3 separate regions of the Rattus norvegicus genome follow, and regions 1 and 2 are each linked to region 3. Evidence: chromatin contacts called from public Hi-C and HiChIP or PLAC-seq data. All regions are on one chromosome and are shown on one strand. The core of a region is the stretch at or near the end of the contact, and the rest is flanking DNA. Distances in the headings are between cores, read along the strand shown. Region 1 holds the start of Gnb2 (G protein subunit beta 2). Region 2 holds the start of Lrch4 (leucine rich repeats and calponin homology domain containing 4). Region 3 holds the start of Spacdr (sperm acrosome developmental regulator).

Region 1 (3,289 bases), core at 130-2,629, 220 kb before region 3:
CCAAGAGCCCCCGAGGCCTAGCTGGCACCACTCCAGCCTCCGACGTCCTGCCTTCCCGGGACACCTGTGCGATCTGGACGTGATTATTGCACTCTGGCGACCCAGACGTCCCCCACCCAGCTCCCACTTCCCCCAGCCACTGGGCGTTCCTCTTCCCCGAAGATGTTTCCCCTCCATAAGTTCAGCTTTCTGCGCCAGTGCCAGAGGATGCCCCTCCAAAATGAAGTGGGAGGGGGGGCAACGACACAGCTAGTACCCCACTCCAGCTGTGGACAAAAGCCCCTTTCTTCCAGCTGCCAGCAGCCCAGGTCTGGCCCCAATGACACAAGCAGAAGGAAAACAGGCCAGGAAGAAGACACTGGGTCGGGGACCACGCTCCCAGCCCTTGATCCCCATTACCCTCCAAGGTTCCCTCAGCAGCTCCTCGATTCTAGGGATAAAGCAACCATACCCCACAAACAAACAAAAAAGGTGCCACCGCCTCCGCAGGTGTGAGAGGAGACAAGAGAGGGTCCTCAGATCTAGCAGCTGGACGGCGCAGGCTGGTGCCGTGCTGCGAAGTGCAGTGGGCCAGGCCCTCCAGTTCGTAGGACCTCCATTTTGCCCAAAAGAAAGCTGGGTGAAGGGGACAGGCGACTAGGTGCCAGACCTGGGGTAGGGATTTATAAAAAGAATAAGGAGCTGAGATCTCCAGTTTAGGGTTCGGGACTGAGAAAACACTGCCAGAGCCTAAATCAAGGGACAGTAGGGTGGAGACGAAGACAAGGGTGGCCTTGAGGCCTTGGCCGTATCTCCTGGGATTCTGGAGTTCTGCAAGGCTAATGCAAGCAAGGGTGTGAAACGAGTGGGCACGAGGCTTGTAACCCAAGGGCAGGCAGCAGGGTGGTGGTGGGGGAAAGGGGGCGGGACAGGACCTAGAAGAAACCCGGAATTTAGCCCCCCAACTATTAAGGGAGTAAGAGGCAGGCGGGGCTGGGATGGGGGTCTAAATTAGAAAAAAATTGCCACTGATACTGCAGGGAGCGCATGCATTATTGAAGCCGAGGGTCCCCCCCAGTTCCCCTTCCGGGTTTGGAAACGACCGGGCCAGAGGAAGGGAGGGGAGGTCTGGGGAGTTACGTCCGTTTCCCAAGAGCCAAACCCGGGAGACGGAAGGAACCGAGGCTTCCCCCTGCCACACACACACCCGTGAGGATTTGGGGCTGGGGGAGATGAGGACTCCTTTTGTCAGCGGAGGTACCTGAGGTGGTGGGACTCTGCCAAGGGGTCGCTTGGAGGAGCGCGGGAGGTCCTGTCTTCCTCCGCGGCGGAGGCGGCAGCGGCGGCGACGCGGATGGATTTCCTCAGTCACCCCAACTCAACCGTCCAGCGCTGCTCTCCCCAGAGCGGAGGGATCCCGCCCGCCAGTGACGCGGCCGTCGCCGCCGCGCCCAGGGCCAGGCTGGACGAGACCAACTACCCAAGTTGTGGGGGGAAGCCTAGAGGCGAAAATACCACTCCAGAGGCAAAAACTGACTCAGTCACAGTAAAAGTACAATTTTACCTTTTTCTAACTCATCAAAGATCACAATACATGGTTTACTTCCTGAAAAGGAGCAAGACATCCTCCCTAGGGACAGCAGAAGTGGTATAGGCATAAGGGAGGGTGAAAAAAAAAACTCCCGGTCACGTGATCGACCTCCTTCAACCCCCCGGATTGGGCGGCTCCAGACTGGAGGCAAGAAGGCCCAATTCTCGGCTTGTACACGCCCCCTCTGGTGAGGCCACGCCCTTCCCCGGAGGCGGAGCTTGAGAAGTCTTAAACCAGTGCAGGACAGCGCGGCAGGAAAAGACAGGGAGTAGTTTGGTGACCACTAGAGTCCCATAAAATGCAACTCAGAGGGAATTACACCCAGACGATTCTTCAAGCGCAGCACTGTGAGGGTTTTAGGCTCCCTAGACTACGCCTCATACCACTGCAATAAGAGTTCCTAGTTATTGATTTGCATACTTAAAGGGTTTTTGGTTTGTGATAGAGTATCATGAGCCCAGGATAACCCTAAACTGATAATCTTCCTGCTTGCACCTACCGAGTGCTGGAATTACAGGTACACACCCCTGTGCCTGATATATGCAGGGTGGAACTAGGGCTTCATGTATGTTAGGCAAACACTCTACCAACCGAACCACATCTCCCGCCAAAATTTTTGTTTATTAATCTTCATGATACTGACTATAGACTCAGGCTGAAGAGTTGAGATACGATCTCAACTTTAATAACTTCAACCGTTGAAGGAAACTACACTGTGGAGCACCCCACCAAGGGGGTACCTGGATTTCCATGTCTCAAAAAGTGTGTTGGGAGAGGGGGTTGGACAGATGGCTAAGGCAACAGAGTGCTTACCATGCAAAAAGAAAGACCTGAGTCTGATCCCAGAAAACCAAGTGAAAGAAAAGAAATCCAGGCACAGTGGTCTCGCCTATGCCCCCAATGTGTGCAAGGGTGGAAAGGTCCCTGAAAGGTTGCTGGTCAGCCTGTCTGACTCAGTTAGGGAGTTCAGGTGAGAGGTCTTGTCTCAAATATTAAAGCAGGAGCAGCTGATTCAGCAGTTAAGAGAGGACCAGGGTGGGCTGGAGAGATGGCTCAGCGGTTAAGAGCACTGACTGCTCTTCCAGAGGTCCTGAGTTCAAATCCCAGCAACCACATGGTGGCTCACGACCATCTGTGATGAGATCTGATGCCCTCTTCTGGTGTGTCTGAAGACAACTACAGTGTACTTATATATAATAAATAAATTTAAAAAAAAAAAAAAAAGAGAGGACCAGGGGTCTGTTGCCAGGCCTGGCATGGTGGCTCATAACCTTCTGTAACTCCAGTTCCAGGGAATCAAATGCCTTCTTCTGATGCACCAGGTACGGACACATGCACACAAGCAGAAACGGAAAACATTCATACACGTAAACTAGACCTTGAAGGAATTAAGCCGCAAAGCAATTGAGGAAGATCCCAACCACCTCTGCCCACTTCAACCTCCTAGGCACCAGATGTGGTAGCCCACACTTGTAATGTCGGACCTCCATAACAGCACCCTGTCTAAAAAACACAGGACAGAAAGCAAAACGACACTAGCAATGCCACCTCGTTCACCTTCTCCTTTAATTGACATATCCCATGACTTATACAGATAACAGATTCAACATTACAATTTGGAAAAGATCTTCTGAGGGTTGGGGATTTGGCTCAGTGGTAGAGCGTTTACCTAGGAAGCGCAAGGCCCTGGGTTCGGTCCCCAGCTCCGGAAAAAAAAAA
Region 2 (3,091 bases), core at 212-2,711, 130 kb before region 3:
TAAATAAATCTTTTTTAAAAAAGTATTCTTTTACTGGGGTTGGGGATTTAGCTCAGCGGTAGAGCGCTTGCCTAGGAAGCGCAAGGCCCTGGGTTCGGTCCCCAGCTCCGAAAAAAAGAACCAAAAAAAAAAAAAAGTATTCTTTTACTAATATCTCTCACATCTGGGACTTTCTTGTACTTTTTTAAAAAAAATATTTATGTAGCTATGTAGTTCAGGCTTGCCTAGAATTGACCTCGAAGTCCTGATCCTTCTGCCTCCTCTTTTTAAGAACTGTCACGACAGGCTCATGCCACCACATCCGGCTTTAAATAAGAGGTTTCCAATAGACAAAGTCTGTTCTGAAAGTTGGGGGAAAAGTTCTACGTGGAAACCTGAGATTTATCCAGCCTCCCTTTCATCATTTATAAAAAACGAAGGTCTTAGCTGGGCGGTGATGATGCACGCCTTTAGTCCTAGCATTCGGGAAGGAGAGGCAGGCGGAGAACACTGGGTTCGAGGCCAGCCTGGTTTACAGAGGCCTGGGCTACACAGAAAAATCCTGTCTCGGAAAACCAACCAACCAACCAACAAACAAAAACCCCCAAAGATCTTGTTCTAGAGGCCATGAGATCCTTCCTAGTCTCTAAAACTTGGCCGACTGTCACAAGTCTTCTCCAGGGGAACTTGGGTGAAGATGGCAGGTCTGACGACTTTCTCACTGGTCAACCCAGGCGTTCCCGTAGGAACTCAAGACTGCGCAGGCGGAAATGGTCCCTTCTGTTGAGACAACAGCCTGAGTGCTCACTGGGGCATCCCTCGCCCTTTCTCACTTCCCGGACGCTGGTTTGCTCCTTCAGCTAGCACCCAGTTCTAACCCTGCACTGTCAGCCCGCCCAGCGCGCTGCGTTTACTGTCTTTACCTGGGTCTCAAAAATTCTAGCTCACCCTCCTTCTGTCTAGCAAAAGGGGCATCTCCTAGTCCATGCTATTGGTAGGCAGAACTTTCCCTCAGAGAAGAGGCCGGGACAGGTTCCTTTCCAAGGTTCTAATTGGTTTTCTTCACAGTCACTCGCCTGTATCTACATTGCAATTGGTCTTGGTTGAAAGAGGGACTGACCCGCAGGTTTGTGGTCTCTGGGTCTCAAATGCCCTAAAGTTGAGAGCTGTAGTCCCCGCCTCCTGGGTGGGTCTCATTGGCTCCATCTCTAGACTCAAGAGTTGTGATTGGATGTCACTGCGCGGGGCGGGCCGACCAGGAACCGCGGCCGTTGGCGGGGTGCTCCGCTTTTACCCCCTCCCGTACCTCAGTGTAGTCTAGAATTGAGAGGCTCCACCCCTTTACCGTTTTCTGATTGGACACGTCTAACGCATCTGTGGTTCGTGATTGGTCCGAGGGGTTCCTGACCCTCGCTTCCTCCCTCCAGTGGCGACTACGGCGGCTCCGAGGAGGGGGAAGGGCGAGAAGGGCCGGCCGGTGCCGTCAGTCAGGCAAGGGGAGCCGCCGGGAGCGGATGGCGGCGGCGGTAGCGGGCCCACTCGCCGCCGGGGGTGAGGAAGCTGCAGCTTCAGTCTCCGTGCCAGGGTCTCCTGGTCTGCCCGGGAGCCGTAGCGCAGAACGAGCCCTAGAGGAAGCTGTGGCCACCGGGACCCTGAACTTGTCCAACCGGCGTTTGAAGCACTTCCCCCGGGGCGCGGCCCGCAGTTACGACCTGTCAGACATCACCCAGGCTGGTGAGTTGCGCTAGTGCCCAGAGAGCAGGGGACCCACAGTGGACCGCGACCCTCATTTGCATAGCCCCGCCTCGCGTTCGAATCAGACCCACCCCTTCACCTGGCAGTCTTGAATGCTCGCCCCTTGGGATTGGCATTGAGCCCGCGACCTCCCCTCCCCTCTGTAAGAACCGCTGGACAATGAGTTCTCTTCAAGAGTGCACAGAACACTTTTGGCAGAGCTCTGTGAAACTCTTCCTTTATTTGCATATTGCGCACCTGTAGCATGGTCCCGCCCCTCACCTTGTTGGCTTCTTCAACCTTAGATCTAATCAGCTCTTAAAGCAAGCCTCGGTGTATAATATCATTAATTGCTGCATTCTTTCGCCCTTTTAGTCGTTTCCAACTCCGTCCTCACCCGTCCGCTTCGACCCCAATAAGCCCCGGTTATCCCTTCCCTAAGGGTCGCCCCTAACAACCCGAAGTTTCTGCTTGCTTTCCCGCAGTCTCCCCAAGTTCCAGCCCCTCTCTTCTGTCCACCCCAGCCTGTCTTTGTGAAAGAAGTGAATCTCCCGCCCTTAACTTTTTATCTATTATCCCGGACCCCTTTATCCTGGCTCTATGAGGTCACTATGGAGTTTGTGACCTCATAGGAACCCTACAAGTTTTTCTTTTCCCTTAGGGGAGGTACTTGAGGCAGCTTGCTGAAAGGAAAGACATTGTATCTCTTAGCTAAGAGTGCTGGCCTCCTGGAGACTCTCCTTCCAGTCCCTGCCCTCAGGATCCCACTAATCATGTCCCCTCCACCCTGGTGTGTGTGTGTTCGAGATCCCTCTACTCATGTACACTCTACCCTTGGGTCTGTTATGGCTAGGCACTGGGGACTGTACTATGACAGGTGAGTCAGGCCTCAGCTGCTGAGGCAGCCTATGGACTTGGGCTGGCAGCTGAGGGCGGGGAATCACAACAGAGGGCTGCATTCCCGGAGCCCCACCCCAGTCTGGGCTGACTCCTCTCCTCTGCTGGTCCAGGATCAAAGAGCACCATTGCTAGGCAGGTGCCTGCTTACCTCACTCACACACAGCCGGGCTCCCCTTTCAGCTCTCGAGAGAAAAAGTTTAAATCCCTCTGTTTGAAAATTCTTTTTCCCTACACAGTCGAATGAATCCTGGGAATGGGTGAGCCCCCAGGAGCCATCCTTACCCCTCCCAGGTCCCCCCAACCCCCAAGCTCCAGATTGACCTAAGCAGCTGTGTGACACTGGCCGTCTGTTCCTTTTCCCCTCCCCCCTTGCTTGTTTTTTGACAAAGACCAAATGTTTTTCTTTACTTCCTCAGGGCTCTGTCTCAGTGAGTGGACTCTTGGGAAAACTACCAAGCCCTCCCAGCCCCTCCCAGCT
Region 3 (3,086 bases), core at 498-2,997:
CTAGCAGAGTTTTAAGTCTTTGGTCCAACCAACCAGATTGGACCCTGTATCTTCTTTTGGGGTCAGGGTATGGTGATTTAAAACAGGGTGTCATGTAGCCCCAGCCTGGCTTCAAATTTACCATATAGTAGAGAATAGTCTTGAAGGCCTGGTCCTCCTATGTGCTGGGACTACAGGTGTCCATCTGCGTGCTGGCCCCTGTTCTTTGTTGCGTGAGTGTTCACTGTGTGTCATTGCCCACATGTGGAGACCAGAGGTGTCAGCCTTCATCTTTGACCTTCTTTGAGACAAGGCCTGTCCTTGCTGTGGATGCCCGGCTAGCTGTCCTTAACTTAGCCTCTCATTTCCTTTTAGAAGCAAGCGCTGGAATTGTAAGCATTTGTTACTGTGTCTGTAGGGTCTGACTCCCAACTGAGGCTTGTACAGTCAGCACATCTTACCCACTGCCTCATCAGTCTTTAGCTGTCTAGCTAGATGGTCTCATCTCACCCACAATGGCCTTCAACTGACTTTGATTTGTATCTGTGTACAGGTGTGTGTGTGAGTGTATGTACTCATGTACAGAGAGACCAGAAACTATTTGGTGTCTTCTTCGATCGCTTTCCACAGGTTTTGTTTTCTTTTTTAAGACACCGTTTTGGGGTTGGGGATTTAGCTCAGTGGTAGAGCGCTTGCCTAGCAAGTGCAAGGTCCTGGGTTCGGTCCTCAGCTCCAAAGGTGGGGGGGGGGGGAGAAGACACGGTTTCTCTGTGTAGCCCTGGCTGTCCAGGAACTCTCTCTGTAGATCAGGCTGGTCTTGAACTCTTTTTTTTTTCTTTTTTCTTTTTTTCGGAGCTGGGGACCGAACCCAGGGCCTTGTGCTTGCTAGGCAAGCGCTCTACCACTGAGCTAAATCCCCAACCCCTGGTCTTGAACTCTTGATCCGTCTGCCTCTGAGAGCCTCGAGGCAGCCTCTGAGACAGGCTCTCAGTAGACCTGGTGTTAAGGGATTAAGCTAGACTGACTGGCCAGCAAGCCCCAGGGATCCCTTTGTCTCTGCTTCCCCACTAGAATTGCAGACATGTACCCTTGGAAGGTTGGGGGCAGGGTACTGAGGACCCAAATGCAAGTCCTCATGCTTGGGTAGTCAGTTCCTTACTGAAGGGGCCATCTTCCCTAACCCACCGAGGCTAGCTTTTAACTTCTGATCCTCCTGCCTCATTGCCCAAGTGCTAGGATTCTGGGCATATGTCTGGTTCAAACCCAGTTTATTTTATTTTTATTTTATGTGTATGGGTGTTTTGCCTGCATGCATGTCTGTACCATGTATCTGGCTGCATAGTATCCATGGAGACCAGAAGAGGGAGCTGGATCCCCTAGAACAGGAGTTATAGACGGTTGTAAACTACCATGCAGGTGCTGGGCCTCTGGAAAAGCAGCAAGTGCCCTTAATGGCTGGGCCATCTCTCCAACCCCTTCAAATCCAGTTTTTACGGATCTTGTATTCATTCTCCAAACACTTACCTTGAAGTACCGTTGTAAAAGTCACCTAGCAAGATCCCCAGAGAATGCCTAAAATGTATCCCAGCTCTTGATCAATGTGAATTTCAGTATCCTGGTTCTTGGGCCAGAAGGGACAAGGCTGTCAATGATTGGCTCTGAGGGTCTAGGAAGGTCCTTGGGGGGTTGGGGCCAGACAGCTCTCACAATGATCTAGAACACTCCCTCACTCTAAGTTCTCATCCACTTGACTCCTCTCCCTGTCCCAGGGAGGGGAGGAAGGGCCTGTCATGAGTCATTGGGGGGCACGCCCCTTTTGGATTTCTTATTTCTTCCTTCGATACCGTGCTTGAAACTCCTCAGTACCCGCAAGTCCTCTCTGGTGGTGGCCATTGGCCCATAGCCTTTCCCACCTACACCTCAAATGCTCACTTTGTACTATACTTTGGACTTGTGTCAAGAGAGATAGCTGTGTGGTCATGAGGTTCTTGAGATGGATTAGGCAAATTTGGCGAAAGGTCCCCAATTGGGTGAGTTTTACGGACACAACATGCCCATGAGTTGGGAGTTCTGGTTCTTTTCATGTGGGCTGTAGTGACCCTTAACCACTTTGTTCCTCTTTTTATTTTTTTATTTTTTGGCCCCTTGTAGCTCAACAAGATAGGACAGGAGGGGAGGCTTTAAGATGAGTAGGGAGGGACTTGAGAAGGGTGACAGGAAGGTCACATCATTGTCTTTACTGCAGGGTCTCCTCTCTCTCCCCTGAGTTTTGTTTCTATTCCTATTATGAATAGAGGAATGTGCATGTCACAACACAGACAGCTTTTGGGAATTGATTTTCTCCTTTCATCACCAGAGCCAAGGACCTACCTCAGATTGTCAGGCCAACCTGGCAGGAGCAGTCACCACTGAGCCACCCAGCCCACCCCGTGTCTTATTTCTTAGGTCCTGTTCTGGAAACACCTAGCCAAGCCAGGCCTGTCTGATCAGCGTGAGAAGCATCTGTTGAAGGGACCGGAGAAGACTTCCAAGGACTTTGACACTGTAAAGTTGGCCAACGCCCAAAAAGAGGACATGGTCTCAGACCTGGATGTGTGCCCAGGGGTGCTGCGCTCAGTCAAGGAAAGATCTCCTTTGCATGATCGAGAGAGCCGTTCCAGTCGTGACAGCCGTTCCCTGATGACCGTAGTCAATTCAGTTTCTACGTTCATGTTCTCGGTGCTGCAGTCCGGCTGGCGATTGTGTAGGTGGAAGGTACGTACCGTTTGATTGCTGACCCTGAGACTCATTCCTCCTCTGTCCCTGCTCCATCGCCGGTTTTTTGTTTTGTTTTTGAGACAGGGTCTTGTGTAGAATTGCCTGGAACTTGCTGTGTAGCTGAGGATAACTGCAATCGATTCCTACCTAAATTTACTTCTGATTCTTTTTTTAAAAAGGCTATTTAAAAGCTGGGCAGTTAGTAGCACACACCTTGATCCCAGAATCAGGAGGCAGAGGCAGGTGGATCTCTTGAGTTTGAGGCGGGCCTCGTCAATGGTTTCAGGACAGCCAAGGCTACAAGGAGAAACCTTATCTCAGGAAAAAAAAAAGTTATTATGTATATATGT

What was found. A called contact is a pair of places that touch in the nucleus more often than the background predicts. HiChIP or PLAC-seq counts read pairs in DNA pulled down with a chosen protein or histone mark.
Region 1: a Hi-C map of the A7r5 cell line shows a contact between it and region 3, with 2.8 times the contacts expected there. The contact joins the promoter of Gnb2 here to the promoter of Spacdr in region 3. A contact is called at or near these places in 1 of 12 Hi-C or Micro-C datasets (the A7r5 cell line) and 1 of 1 datasets of contacts at active chromatin or transcription factors (oligodendrocytes).
Region 2: an H3K27ac HiChIP or PLAC-seq map of oligodendrocytes shows a contact between it and region 3, with 4 times the contacts expected there. The contact joins the promoter of Lrch4 here to the promoter of Spacdr in region 3. A contact is called at or near these places in 1 of 12 Hi-C or Micro-C datasets (kidney) and 1 of 1 datasets of contacts at active chromatin or transcription factors (oligodendrocytes).

Annotation. Positions count from the first base shown.
Region 1 is chr12:24,793,869-24,797,157 of GRCr8, reverse strand. Gnb2 (G protein subunit beta 2) reads right to left here and starts at 1,379. Exons shown (of 9, transcript NM_031037.2): 1 at 1,241-1,379.
Region 2 is chr12:24,703,729-24,706,819 of GRCr8, reverse strand. It overlaps Lrch4 (leucine rich repeats and calponin homology domain containing 4), which reads left to right and starts at 1,461. Exons shown (of 18, transcript NM_001127551.1): 1 at 1,461-1,713. The coding sequence starts at 1,494.
Region 3 is chr12:24,572,247-24,575,332 of GRCr8, reverse strand. It overlaps Spacdr (sperm acrosome developmental regulator), which reads left to right and starts at 1,747. Exons shown (of 3, transcript NM_001271236.1): 1 at 1,747-2,009; 2 at 2,425-2,733. The coding sequence starts at 1,959. LOC134481171 (a long non-coding RNA gene) reads right to left here and starts at 739. Exons shown (of 2, transcript XR_010056498.1): 1 at 122-739.